Linked DNA regions of Sus scrofa: region 1 is linked to region 2. A link is a contact called in public HiChIP or PLAC-seq data. All regions are on one chromosome and are shown on one strand. The core of a region is the stretch at or near the end of the contact, and the rest is flanking DNA. Distances in the headings are between cores, read along the strand shown.

The links. HiChIP or PLAC-seq counts read pairs in DNA pulled down with a chosen protein or histone mark.
Region 1: a contact with region 2 is called in an H3K27ac HiChIP or PLAC-seq map of alveolar macrophages. The contact joins two enhancer-like sites. A contact is called at or near these places in 3 of 47 Hi-C or Micro-C datasets (brain, embryonic fibroblasts and mesenteric adipose tissue) and 1 of 2 datasets of contacts at active chromatin or transcription factors (alveolar macrophages).

The regions. Positions count from the first base shown.
Region 1 is chr5:60,048,591-60,054,975 of Sscrofa11.1, forward strand. The region is part of intron 2 of BORCS5 (a long non-coding RNA gene); the gene reads right to left. Among named protein-coding and RNA genes, the nearest start is that of BORCS5, 21 kb to the right of the region's middle. Within about 2 kb of position 4,426, at least 9 of the 83 cell types and tissues checked have an H3K27ac peak or open chromatin away from gene starts, as enhancers often do. A contact at or near this core is called in alveolar macrophages, where this site is marked.
Region 2 is chr5:59,811,746-59,817,999 of Sscrofa11.1, forward strand. CREBL2 (cAMP-responsive element-binding protein-like 2) reads right to left here. Exons shown (of 4, transcript XM_021092337.1): 2 at 172-369. Among named protein-coding and RNA genes, the nearest start is that of CREBL2, 16 kb to the right of the region's middle. Within about 2 kb of position 3,501, at least 2 of the 83 cell types and tissues checked have an H3K27ac peak or open chromatin away from gene starts, as enhancers often do. A contact at or near this core is called in alveolar macrophages, where this site is marked.

The DNA of each region.
Region 1 (6,385 bases), core at 3,176-5,675, 240 kb after region 2:
TCCAACTATACGCTTTTTATAAGACACACAGCTTAGATTCAAAGACACAAATGAGTTCAAAGTAAAGGAAGAAAAAAGATATATACTATGCAGAGAACTATAAGAGAGAGTGGCTATATTATTATCTTTAGGACAAAAGTAATATCTTTAGGACAAAAAGTATTATTAAGGAAAATTTTCATAATATTAGAGTGATTACATCAGAAAGATATAATAATGATAAATGTATTCACACCTTACAATACAGCCTCAAAACAAATGAAGGAAAAACTGACAGAATTGAAAGAAGCAACAGACAATTCAACAGTAACAGATAATTGGGAATTACCTTGCAGCAGGTTAAGGACCCTGCATTGTCACTGCAGCGGCTCAGGTCACTACTCTGGCATGGGTTTGATCCCTGGCCTGGGGAACTTCCATATGCCACAGGTGCAGCCAGAAAGGTAATAATAACAACAACAGTGATTAACTTAGTAACTCTCTCTTAATAATTGGTAAAACTAAAATTTAGTAACTCACTCTTTTAGTTAAAACCAATAAGGATAGAGAAGACTTGAACCCAAACAACTTGAGCCAATGGCTGGAGAGAACATACTCTTTAGAAGTGCACATGGCTTACACCATTCACAAACAGCAACTCAAAATGGATCAAAGACGTAAATGTAAAACACAAAACTATAAAATTCCTAGAAAAATAACAGGAGAAATTCTAAATTTCATTGGGTTTAGTGATGACTAAAGCAGAGCTTAGAGGAAAGTTTCTGGCTTTTAAATGCCCGTTTCAGAAAAAAAGATGTGAAATCAATCAACTAAACTCATAACTCAACAAACCAGAAAGAGAAATGCAAATGAAACCCAAACCAAGCAGAAGAAAAGAAAATAATGAAGATGAGAGCAGAAAGCAATGAAATAGAAAACAGGAAAACAAGAAGAAAAATCAGTGACACTTTGACAGTGATTTTGGTTCACTGAATAGATCAACAAAACTGACAAATCTGTAGTCAGAATGACCGAGAAAAAATGAGAAAAGACTCAAATGATCAAAATCAGGAATGGAAGAAGAACATCACTATTGCCATCATAGAAATTTAAAGGATTAAAATGGATTATGAAAAAATATAAAATTAGGGACATGAAAGACAAAAAATACCAAAATTGACTCAAGGAGAAATAGAAAATCTCAATAGACTTATACCAAGTAAAGAAAATCTTAGGCCCAGTGGCTTCACTGGGAACCATATCAAATATTTAAAGATCAAATAATACCAATCCTTCACAAACTCTTACAGGAAAGAAGAAATACTTCCCAATGGATTTTATGAATCCAGTATTCCCTCATATCAAACAAGTCACAAGAGAAAAGAAAAAAAAAAAACTACAAATTAATTCCTAAATTATGATAGGTCACAAAGGTCTGATATCCAGGTATGTGCACAAAAACTTTCATTCTAAACATTCATACAGGACGAATGCTTTATTGACACTTTTTAAAAAATTTCCAAGGCCATACGTATATATGAGATTCTTACACTGATTTTAGAACTTGATTATACCCAACACCTCTACAAACAGGATTTGTTCCTCCACTGTTCTGGGCCCACAGGTAATCTGAGTAAAGATAATGAAATGTATAAGAAAGGCTCATAGACAGAATTCTCTAAGAAATCATTTTTTAAACTGAAATACTGGATATGGGTTGATGGTAAAGCCCTGGGAAGCCTCATTAGATTACTGTAACTTCCTGAAAAGGCGGCTGAGTGTATTAAATTACAGGTTGAAGAGTCAAAGGCCAAGACACTGGGGAAATTTATCTATTAGCTACAATAAGTCTAGCGGTGTTAAGATGGTCTCAGGGCTTTCAGGAGTTCTACTTCCTTGTCTTCAAGGGAACTCATAAAGCCATACTAGTACATGGTCCAACCTAAAAATTCTACAATGTAGGAGACTGTAAACCTTCTAACATCGGACCTCTCAGTAGAACACTTAGTTCAAATATGGAATTGCAAACTTTTCCTAAGCCATTGTTGGAAACATTAACAAAGTTGCGTAGGAGTTCCCGTTGTGGGTCAGTGGGTTAAGAACCTGACATAGTAGAGACACCAATATCAAATGCTATCACTTACATATGGAATGTAAAAAACGGACACAATGAACTTCTTCTCAGAACAGATACTGACTCAGACTTTGAAAAACTTATGGTTTCCAAAGGAGACAGGTTGGGGGGTGGGGAGATGCAATGAGGGTTTGGGATGGAAACGCTATAAAATTTGGTCGTGATGATTGTTGTACAACTATAAATCTAATACAATTCATTGAGTAATTAAAAAAAGAAGAAGAAGAAGCTGACATAGTATCCATGAGGATGTAGGTTTGATCCTGGCCTTGCTCAGTGGGTTAGGGATCTGGTGTTGCAGCAAGCTGTGGCACAGGTCACAGATGCCGCTTGGATCTGACGTTGCTGTGACTGTGGCGTAGATCAGCAGCTGCAGCTCTGATTTAACCCCTAGCCTAGAAACTTCCATATGCTGAGAGTGTGGCCCTAAAAATCGAAAAAAGAAAAGTTGCATAAGCATAGGGTTCCTGCCCCTTACCGGCTTCCCCTAATATTAACATAGTACATAACCACAGTATAGTGATCAAAACAAGAAAATTAACATTGGTATAATGCAATCATATAACTATACACCTTATTCAAATTCCCATTTTCCCCATTAACATCCCTTTCCTCTTCTAGGATTCAATCCAAGACCACATTACAGGTCTCCTTAGTTTCCTCCAACCTATCACAATTCTTCAGTCACTCCTTGTCCTTCCTAACTTTGACTCTTATGAAGAACAGTCGTCAGTTACTTTGCAGACTATCCTTAATATTTTTTCTGATTTAATATTATTATTAACAAAAATCATTTACTGAGAGTTTACTAAGTACAAGGCACAAAGTGGAGCCCTCCATCTGTATCACCTCTTTTAAAACGGAAGTGTTTTTTTTTTTTTTTTTTTGTCTTTTGTTGTTGTTGTTGCTATTTCTTGGGCCGCTCCCGCGGCATATGGAGGTTCCCAGGCTAGGGGTTGAATTGGAGCTGTAGCCACCAGCCTACGCCAGAGGCACAGCAACGCAGGATCCGAGCCGCGTCTGCAACCTACACCACAGCTCACGGCAACGCCGGATCGTTAACCCACTGAGCAAGGGCAGGGACCGAACCCGAAACCTCATGGTTCCTAGTCGGATTCGTTAACCACTGCGCCACGACGGGAACTCCTAAAACGAAAGTGTTTTTAACACACTTTATTTTATTCTATTTTTGGCTGCACCCGTGGCAAGCGGAAGTTCCAGGCCTGGGATCAAACCTGAGCTGCAGCAGTAACCCGAGCCACACCCATGACAACAGCTGAATCCTTAACCAGTAGGCCGCCAGGGAACTCCAGAAGTGCGTTTTAAAAACTTTAGAGCAGAAGCATTTTAAAATCAAAGAGTAATCATCTTTAACTCACCTTTCTTCAAGTGCTCATGTTTTATAAACTACAAAGCATTACCAAACATATTATTATTCCCCCACTCTAATATCCTTTAATGTCCTCTCCCCCCCAAAAAAAATATTAAGTCAAGTATAAGGCTTAATTTCAAAGCCCTTGAGTTCTCGATCCTTCTGAATCTTTACTGCCCACATCTTCTTACCCTTGAACCTTGGCTCATTGCTTTCTTCATTTGTACCTGCCCTCCCTTTTCATCTCTAAAAACCCTTTCTTGAAGACACCTTTAATCACTGCCCCTAGCTTCCAACAATTACTGATCCTCTGAAATCCCATAGAGTTTAACAACTTGCAGGACTCATCCAATAAATACACAATGCCCTGAGCTGGGGGATATGTTTTTCTAGATTCTTGTCTCCCAAATGAAACTTTTCGAAAGGAAGACTTGGGACCTATCTTTTTTTTTTCCTATGCTAGCTACCCTCATATACTACTGCAATGCTGAATAACATTACTGAATACCTACCAAGTGCCAAGCTTTGTGGCAGGCCCTGAGAAATTAGAGATGATTAAAACACAACCCCAACTCTTCAGGAATTTTGATGTAATATATGTTTCCTTGAGTACTGTGAGACTGAAAACAGAGTTTATCTCCAAAAAATTAAGGTCACTGAAAGTTTCCTGTGACAGTACAATTTTTCCTTTTCTGTCTTGATAAACACTAAAATAACTAATTATAGATTACTAATGTGTCACAGAACATGTTTTAATGTGTCACAGACATGTTTTAATGTGTCACAGAACATATTTTCCAACCAGCTTGTGCTCGAAGCAAGCCATGACTCGGTTTTAGGAGAAATCCAGGTGGTACAGAGTAAATTTAATTAACCAAAGGCGTTGCAAATATGGCCAAAGGTTGTAGCAAATTTCCTCCAGCTTACCAACTGTTTTAGTCTAGTGACATCTAGTGGCAGAAGTGTTAAAAACAAAAACACAGCACTGTTATAAATTGAACTACACTAGAGGGAAGCCATCTTAGGAAAAAAGCAGCAAAATGTGAGAAAGAACTATGATATTCACTAGCATTTTAAAAATGTTTTGGAGTTTCTGTCGTTGCTCAGTGATTAGTGAACCCGATGAGCATCCATGAGGACTCGAATTCGATCCCTGGGCTTGCTCCAGTGGGTTAAGGACCTGGCGTTGCTGTGAGCTGTGGTGTAGGTCACAGACGCAGCTCGGATCCCAAGTTGCTGCGCCTGTGGTGTAGGCCGGCAGCTATAGCTCCGATTTGACTCGTAGCCTGGGACCTTCCATATGCCGTGGGTATGACCCTAAAAAGACAAAAAAAAAAAAAAAAAGTTTTAACTTTGTTGTACAGCAGAAATTATCACAACACTGTAAATCAACTATACCTCAAGAAAACTTTAAAAAATGAAAAAAATGTTTTAATGTCTTTTTGCCCTATTAAAAAAAAATTCCCCAGGTGGCTTTATTATTCATAATTTAAAGTTTTGGAAATAATTATTATTAAGACCACAAATATAAATTCTTCTAAAGCTGTTCCAGTCAATGTTTCCTGCCTCTTTCAGACGGAATAAATTCTTCCATCCTTTAGGTTCTCTGATGGGTTATACTTTATTTATAGCAATTACCCTGTTGAATCACAATTTATCTGCCAACAATTTATCACTAGCCTGTAAGCGCTTCAGGCAAAGAGTGGTGTTTTTCGCTCTTGTGTCCCTAGACTGACAATATCTGATAAACTGCAAGACCTTACTTAGCAAATTTGGTTAAATGAATAAATAGACATATGAAACATTACATGCTTTAAGAAAGCATGTGATGTCTACCTGTGCTCAGAAGTGAGAAAGCTGATGTAGTACCAGTTCCAAATATGATTAAATTAGCATCAAATAAATGTCTAATAATCAGTTAAAATTTGGGGGCTGGGAGATAAGAAATTTTTTTAATTCTGGGAATATCTTTAAAATCTGGGCTTTCCTAAATAAACATGTGTCTCAAATACCAATGTGCTTTGTTTTATTTTTTTTCCACTGTGTTTTAAAATAGAAGAATTTTTATATGTGGTTTTTGGAAAAGTAGAAAAATTCAAAATGACTAACAAAATTTTATACTATTCAGTCTTAGAATGTTTCTAGGCTGCCACTTAGCAGAAACTACAAGCCAGAACCTTAAAAGGAAATATATACTGTACATTCATCTTCACTGTCATATTCCAGGCATAAAAGCCCAGCTCAGGCAGGAAATGTTATTGCTTAAAGGGATATATCCTTGGATACCAGCTAAAATAAACCATGTGTATTTTGTTTAAATTTGTAAAAGAACGCAAATTGAAAGTTTAGAGAAACAAACAAGAATGAATGATCAGTACATAAACTATCTGATAATTATTCCAAGAAGTTGAGTTTAATATGGCTTAAAATTAAAATCAGAATTTAACCTGCATATATTTGGGTATTTAGACTAAGAACAGAAAATTAAAACAGTATATCCCAGATGTAGTTTTGGTCAAGAATTCATTTGGCATCTTTTAATTTTATCTTGTTATCTACATGGAAGATTTTCAGCCATGGACACCCTCCCTGGCCCTGTCTTCTCCATGTGGCTGCCTTCCATCCGTCCCTGAAAGCTCAGCTTCAATGTTACTTCCTCTGTGAAGCCGGCCCCAAATTCCAAGGTCAAATGAATGATTCCCTCCTCTGGGCCTTCCTAGTCTTTTGGGCACATGACCAGTGTTACACAGGCTATGTCACTATGAGTTATATTTACCTGTCTAAATCACTCCCAAAGCTATAAGCTCCCAAAGGACAGCAAGTGTGTCTCCATCTTCTTTGTATCTCCACTGTCTGCAGCACTACCAGGACCTGGGCAAGGATATACCAATATTTTGCAG
Region 2 (6,254 bases), core at 2,251-4,750:
CACTTTCTCCTCCCACTAGCAGTGTATGAACTGCTTATCTGTCTATGTGCTGGCTAACAGATTAATATTTCTTTTCCATGTTTTTCAACTGGATAGGTGAAAACTGGTGTCTTCATGTTTTAATGTAGCTTAGGTTGATTGTTTCGCGCATTTATTGACAGACTTTCTCACCATTTCCAGTTCCTCTCTGAGGGCACAAATGGCTCTTTCCCGACTGGATACCAACTCTTCCAAATACTGGTACCTCAGTTTTTTCCTGGCCCGACACTCTCTTGCACTCTGTCGGCTCCTCTCGAGTTTGGCCTTCAAGTCGATTTTGGCTGGCTTTCGACCGCGTTTGCCAGGCTTCTTCACTTTGCCTCCAACCACCTTCGAGAGAGAGAAGTAGGCATTTTTTCCCTTAGTTCTGGGTCTAGGAAAGTGAATGTGGCTGCATATGAGCAAGGAAAACGTTTTCAAGTAATAAACAGAGCCTGTGGAACTAAGAAAGCATAATTCCATCAAATGCCTTATGATTCTTTGCTTCCTATTTTTTTCCCTGATACTTTTTCTTTTTGTCTTTTTAGGGCCGCACCCGCGGCATATGGAGGTTCCCAGGCTAGGGGTTCAGTTGGAGCTGTAGCTGCCGGCCCACAGCCACAGCAACTTGGGATCCGAGCTACGTCTATGATCTACACCACAGCTCATGGCAACGCCAGATCCTTAACCCACTGAGCAAGGCCAGGGATCGAACCCAAAACCTCATGGTTTCTAGTTGGATTCATTAACCACTGAGCCATGACAGGAACTCCTCTCCTGCTACTTCTGATACCATGAATGTGAGAGAAGCAATAATATAAGTTTTCATTATTTCTTTAAATAATAAACTTTTTCTAATAATAACCTTTACATAGCTTAATAGTAAACTTTATGAACCATATGTAGCTGGATAATAAAAAACTAAAAGATTGCCACTAAATATTTGTTCACAAAGAATTTTTATTGACTTAAGAAAATAAGTAAAAAAAATCAATATTTGGAATCGTAAGTTCAGTATGATCTCAATCATAAAACAACACTTAGAAGAAAGGATGTCAACAAAAGGTCAGTGAGGATTTCTCTGTTAAGTGTGATGATAAATAGCTTTTTTCTAATGTGTAATTTTATAATTGTTAAATATTTACCATTAGAAAAGTATAAATTTATATATAAAACTGTGTACATATATAAATAAATAAATCCATATCCTAAGAAATTTGGCTATTGATTCCCTCTTCAAATTTGCTGAGCCCAAAGGAACATACAGGAAGTCCCTGAAATCCGCAGGATAATTCTCTCCTGCCTTTCAAAGTCTATAATTATAACCCTAGACTGTCTCGGGAGATTTCTAACTGCTCCCATTTGTATCAGAAACATCCTCTCAATATCCTTGTTATTTATTTACCTGTATAGGCACAAGTTTTTGGTGACTGGCAGAGTAATTTGATCTTCTTCATTGTTTAGCTTTGGAATGTCCTCAAGTGCTTATACAAGATGTAATTTTGAGATAAAGATAATGAATTTTAAAATAAATGAACCTGAACTTATACATCAAATGAATTTCCTTTAAAGGAGTCATCTTGAAAGGGGTACCTTTTTCCAATGAACAAGCTTTCTTGGAAGCTGCTTTTGGAGCCAGTTTCTTACAAGCCACAACACAATGTGCCACATTACTTTCTAGTGATACATTATTCTTTAAATTCCCAAACAACCTAATTGTCCACTTTATCTGATGAGGTTCTGAATGATGTCTAGTTCTTTCTGAAAATTACTCTCAGAGAATAAAAATGTCATTAACTTCAGTATACTGAAAAGAATAATGCTGAGTCTTTAAAGGCAATTAAAAGAGAAGATGCAAAACTCAAATACTGGCAAGTCACTGGAATAAACATAGAAGCCTCACAGGTAATAAAACTAAAAGGATCAATATTTATTTGGATATAGAAAAACTCTGATCTGTTTGTTTGAAATCACTATTAATACCATACACCAACAGTACCCGGTACCATATAAAGATCAGATCATTATGCAGTATGATAGTTAGGTCAGGAAAGCCAAACTTCAAATGGGAACTAGCTATATTTACCAAAGCCTGTGTCACAATATGATGGCTAGCTACTGCATCTAGCATTTTAAGGGGGTTCTGAAATGAGATCGAATACTCTGAGGCTCTGAGAAAATATCTTTTCTTTACACCACCATCTTAAACGCTAGCTACTTGAGTACTATTCCCAAATTAGTTGCAACTTTTCAAAAACTGGTATTTTAAAGCTTTCCTATTCTGCATCATCACATTTCCCCCCCAAATAATAATATACACCTCAAGAAACTTTTCTTCAGAGTCGAATATATAATTAGCAATTGTAGGATGACTAGTGGACCAAATATTACCATGGACTAAATTTTAAATTATCCTTACATTACATCAACTGTAAAATTGTAATAAAATATTTTGAAATCACCCTACATTAGAATAAAGTGTATTTGCTACTGACGTAGTTTTTAAGAAGCACTATATTTACCTAACCTGCATCAGGGAAGAATCCTTATCTCTGGCTTGGTTTCCACATAGTTTTTGTGAAACTAAATTCCACTTTCAAAAAATCGTAAGGACAAGCAACTGTCAAACCAGACTGAAATTTAATAAGATTTCTTGTCACCTTAACTACATGACAGATCTCTTGTCCCAGTTCCTTTCTTCAAAAAAACCTTATGTGGAAAGGGAAAGGCCAGAAATTTCTTTGGCAAACAATTCCATCCCTAGCAATCTGTGTGTGACTGCGCTGCTTCAAGTACAGTCATGTCTAAACTCATGTCTATAGTGAAATAAACAGTAATCACATCTATTCTTTAGGCATTAAAATGAGTCATCAATCACACCCTGCTATAATCTAATATCTCATATACTGCTGCTTTTAATTAATTCAGGAATGGAATTCAGGAATGGCTGCCTTTCAGAAGCCAGTGAGAGGACACAGTGTACTTCAAAGATTTCATTGATTTTTTTATACAAACCTAGCATAGTCATAAAAATCAAATAAAAGTTATAACCCTTTGTTTAGTTTTCATGGTAGCAAAATACTTAAATTGGAAGTGTTTTATTACTTTTTTTTTAAAGTAGGAAGGCAACCCAGGGCTCTTTCATTTTATGTCATCTGTAAAATTACATTTAAAACCACCACTACTCTAGCTTAATATTTCCTCAGTAATAAACTGAATTTTTGGCTTCTGGTGCTAGCTAAAATCTGATTAGTGTACCGGTTTCCAAGAGTCAAGCACATCACAGCATTTCTGTAAATCTTAGGTAAAATAATGTATGAAAGCACTTTGTAAAAAGAAAGAGAGTATTATACAAATGTAGCTTAGTATACTAAGTTGTCCTAACAAATGAATTTTATATATTTCATAAGCCATAAAGACTGGGGGACAGATAAGGGAAGTTAATTAGAAATTAAGAACCAGAAACTAAAACTGAAATCAACCTCACAAATTCCTTAAAGATCTCTGAGCCACAAGTTAAGTCTTACCAGTGTTTCTTAAAATTTTCACAAACTCGGTAATAACCACATTTTCTTTTTCACCCCCCCCCCCCGCTCTCCTATGTCTTCTGTGAGGAAGCACATTATTGTAGCTAAAGAAAAGTACTGATTTTTATGCACCAACACAAACTCCAAAGAAAACTATGAAAATAACCCCCAAATTTATTTTCTGTTCTAATTTTATTTCTCCTGACATAAAGCGATATGAAATTTTAAACAGCTATTTTTACAACAATGTACCTCTTTATTGGCTATCCATGTTACCTCCTGTTCCTCCCCAAAACACACTTGTGAGCTGGGGACCAAAGGTACAAAGGGAAACACAAGGCCTGTCCACCTAACCCCAACTGCTAAGAAAAGAAACCTGCCAGCCATTGATTTTGTCTTGCCCTGCACAGAGAACGTACTTCACAAAGGTAGGATATTAGAGATGTTAGATTTCAGTAGGGCCTCTGTAATACTAAGTCTGTCTTCATTAGATATTAAAAATGTTAAAGTCTATTTATCATAAGCAAGTAAGAATGAAAATCTACTTTTCTGCTAACTTTTTTAACACTTTCTCCTTTGAAATAAGTTAAAAACTACAGATCATGATTTTCAGAAAGTAAGCACCAGGGACTTGGTCACATATATTTTATCTTAGTACACAATAAGTATTTAATAAATATGACAGATTAAAAAAAAGACATTCCTAAATAACCAATGAGTCATAGAAGAGCTCATAAGGGAAATTTAAAAAATACTTTAAGATGAAGGAAAAGGAAAACATACCAAAACTTTATGAGATAAAGCTAAAGCAGTGCCCAGGAGCTATAAACATCTAAATAAAGAAAGAAGTAATATTTTAAAACCAATAACCTAATTTTCTACTTTAAGAAACTAGGGGAAAAAAGAGCAAATTAAACCCAAAGCAAGTAGATGAAAGAAATAATATTAGAGTAGAGATAAATGAAACAGAGACTAGAAAAACAACAGGAAAAAAAAAAAAACACCACCTGGTTCTTCTGAGAGACCAAAAAAATTGACAAACTTTCACCTAGACTGACCAAGAGAAAACATTCAAAACTCTAAAATCAAGACTGAGAGAGAAGTCATCACTATTAACTTCACCAAAGTAAAAATGGTTATATGGGAATACTATGAAAAATTACATGCCCCAAAACTAGATAACGTGGTTGAAATTGACAAATTTCTGGAAAGTCACAAAGTAGTAAGACTGACTCAAGAAGAAATAGAAAATCTAAAAGGACCTATAACAAAGAAACTGGAAAAGTAATTAAAAATTTTTTCATAGAGAAAGTCAGGGTCCAGGTGACTCCAAACATTTGAAGAATTCTCCAAACATTTGAAGAATTAACACTAATTCTTTAGAAACTCTTTCAAAAGACAAGAAAGGAAAGAACATTTCCCAGTTCATCCTATGAACCAATTATCAGCCTGATACCAAAACCAAAGCTGCCATAAGAAAAGAAAATTAAACACCCAAATGAGGAATAGAAGGGAACTTCTTCACCCCGATAAAGGGCATCTATGAAAAAAATCCACAGCAAATGTCATAAAGGTGAAAGACTGAATGCTTCCCCCCAAAGGTCAGAAACGAAGGATCTTGTCAACATTGTATTGGAAGTTCTAGCCACAGCAAGAAGGCAAGAAGAAGAAAGAGAAGGCATTCAGATTAGAAAGGAAAAAGTAAAACTATTTCTATTTAAGGATGATATATATGATCATATACATAGAAAATTCTAAGGAATCCAGAAAAAACTATTAGAGCTGATAAATGAGTTAAGCAAGGTTGCAAATACAAGATCAATATATAAAAATCAGTTGTGTTTCTATACACAATGAATAAGCTGAAAACAAAATTATGAAAACATTCCATTTAGGAGAGCACAGAAAAGAACACAATACTTAGGAACAAATGTAATAAAACAAATACAAAACTTAAACACTTGAAAACCATTAAAAATCACTGTAAGGAATTAAAGAAGATCTAATAAAAGAAAGATATTCCAGGAGTTCCCATCGTGGCGCAGTGGTTAACGAATCCAACTAGGAACCATGAGGTTGCGGGTTCGGTCCCTGCCCTTGCTCAGTGGGTTAACGATCCGGTGTTGCCGTGAGCTGTGGTGTAGGTTGCAGACGCGGCTCGGATCCCGCGTTGCTGTGGCTCTGGCGTAGGCCAGTGGCTACAGCTCCGATTCAACCCCTAGCCTGGGAACCTCCATATGCCGCGGGAGCGGCCCAAGAAATAGCAACAACAACAACAACAAAAGACAAAAAAAAAAAAAAAAAAAAAAAGATATTCCAAATTAATGAATTGGCAGACTTAATATTAAAATGACAATACTCCCCAAATTGAGCTACATATTCAACACAATCCCTATCAAAATTCCATCTAACTTTTTGCAGAAACTGACAAGATAATCCTAAAATTCATATGGAAATATAATGGAACCAAAATAGCCAATGCAATCTTGAAAAAGAACAAAGGTGGAGGGGTCATACCTTCTGATTTCAAAATTTTTTAGAAAGCTACAGTAATCAGGATAGTGTAATACTGGCACAAGAACAGATATAAAGATCAATGGAAAATAATTGAGAATCCAGAATTAAACCCTTATGTTTATGGTCAACTGATTTTTTTTTCCCAACTGATTTTCAACAATGTACCAGAACAAGAGAGAATTGGGGAAAAAA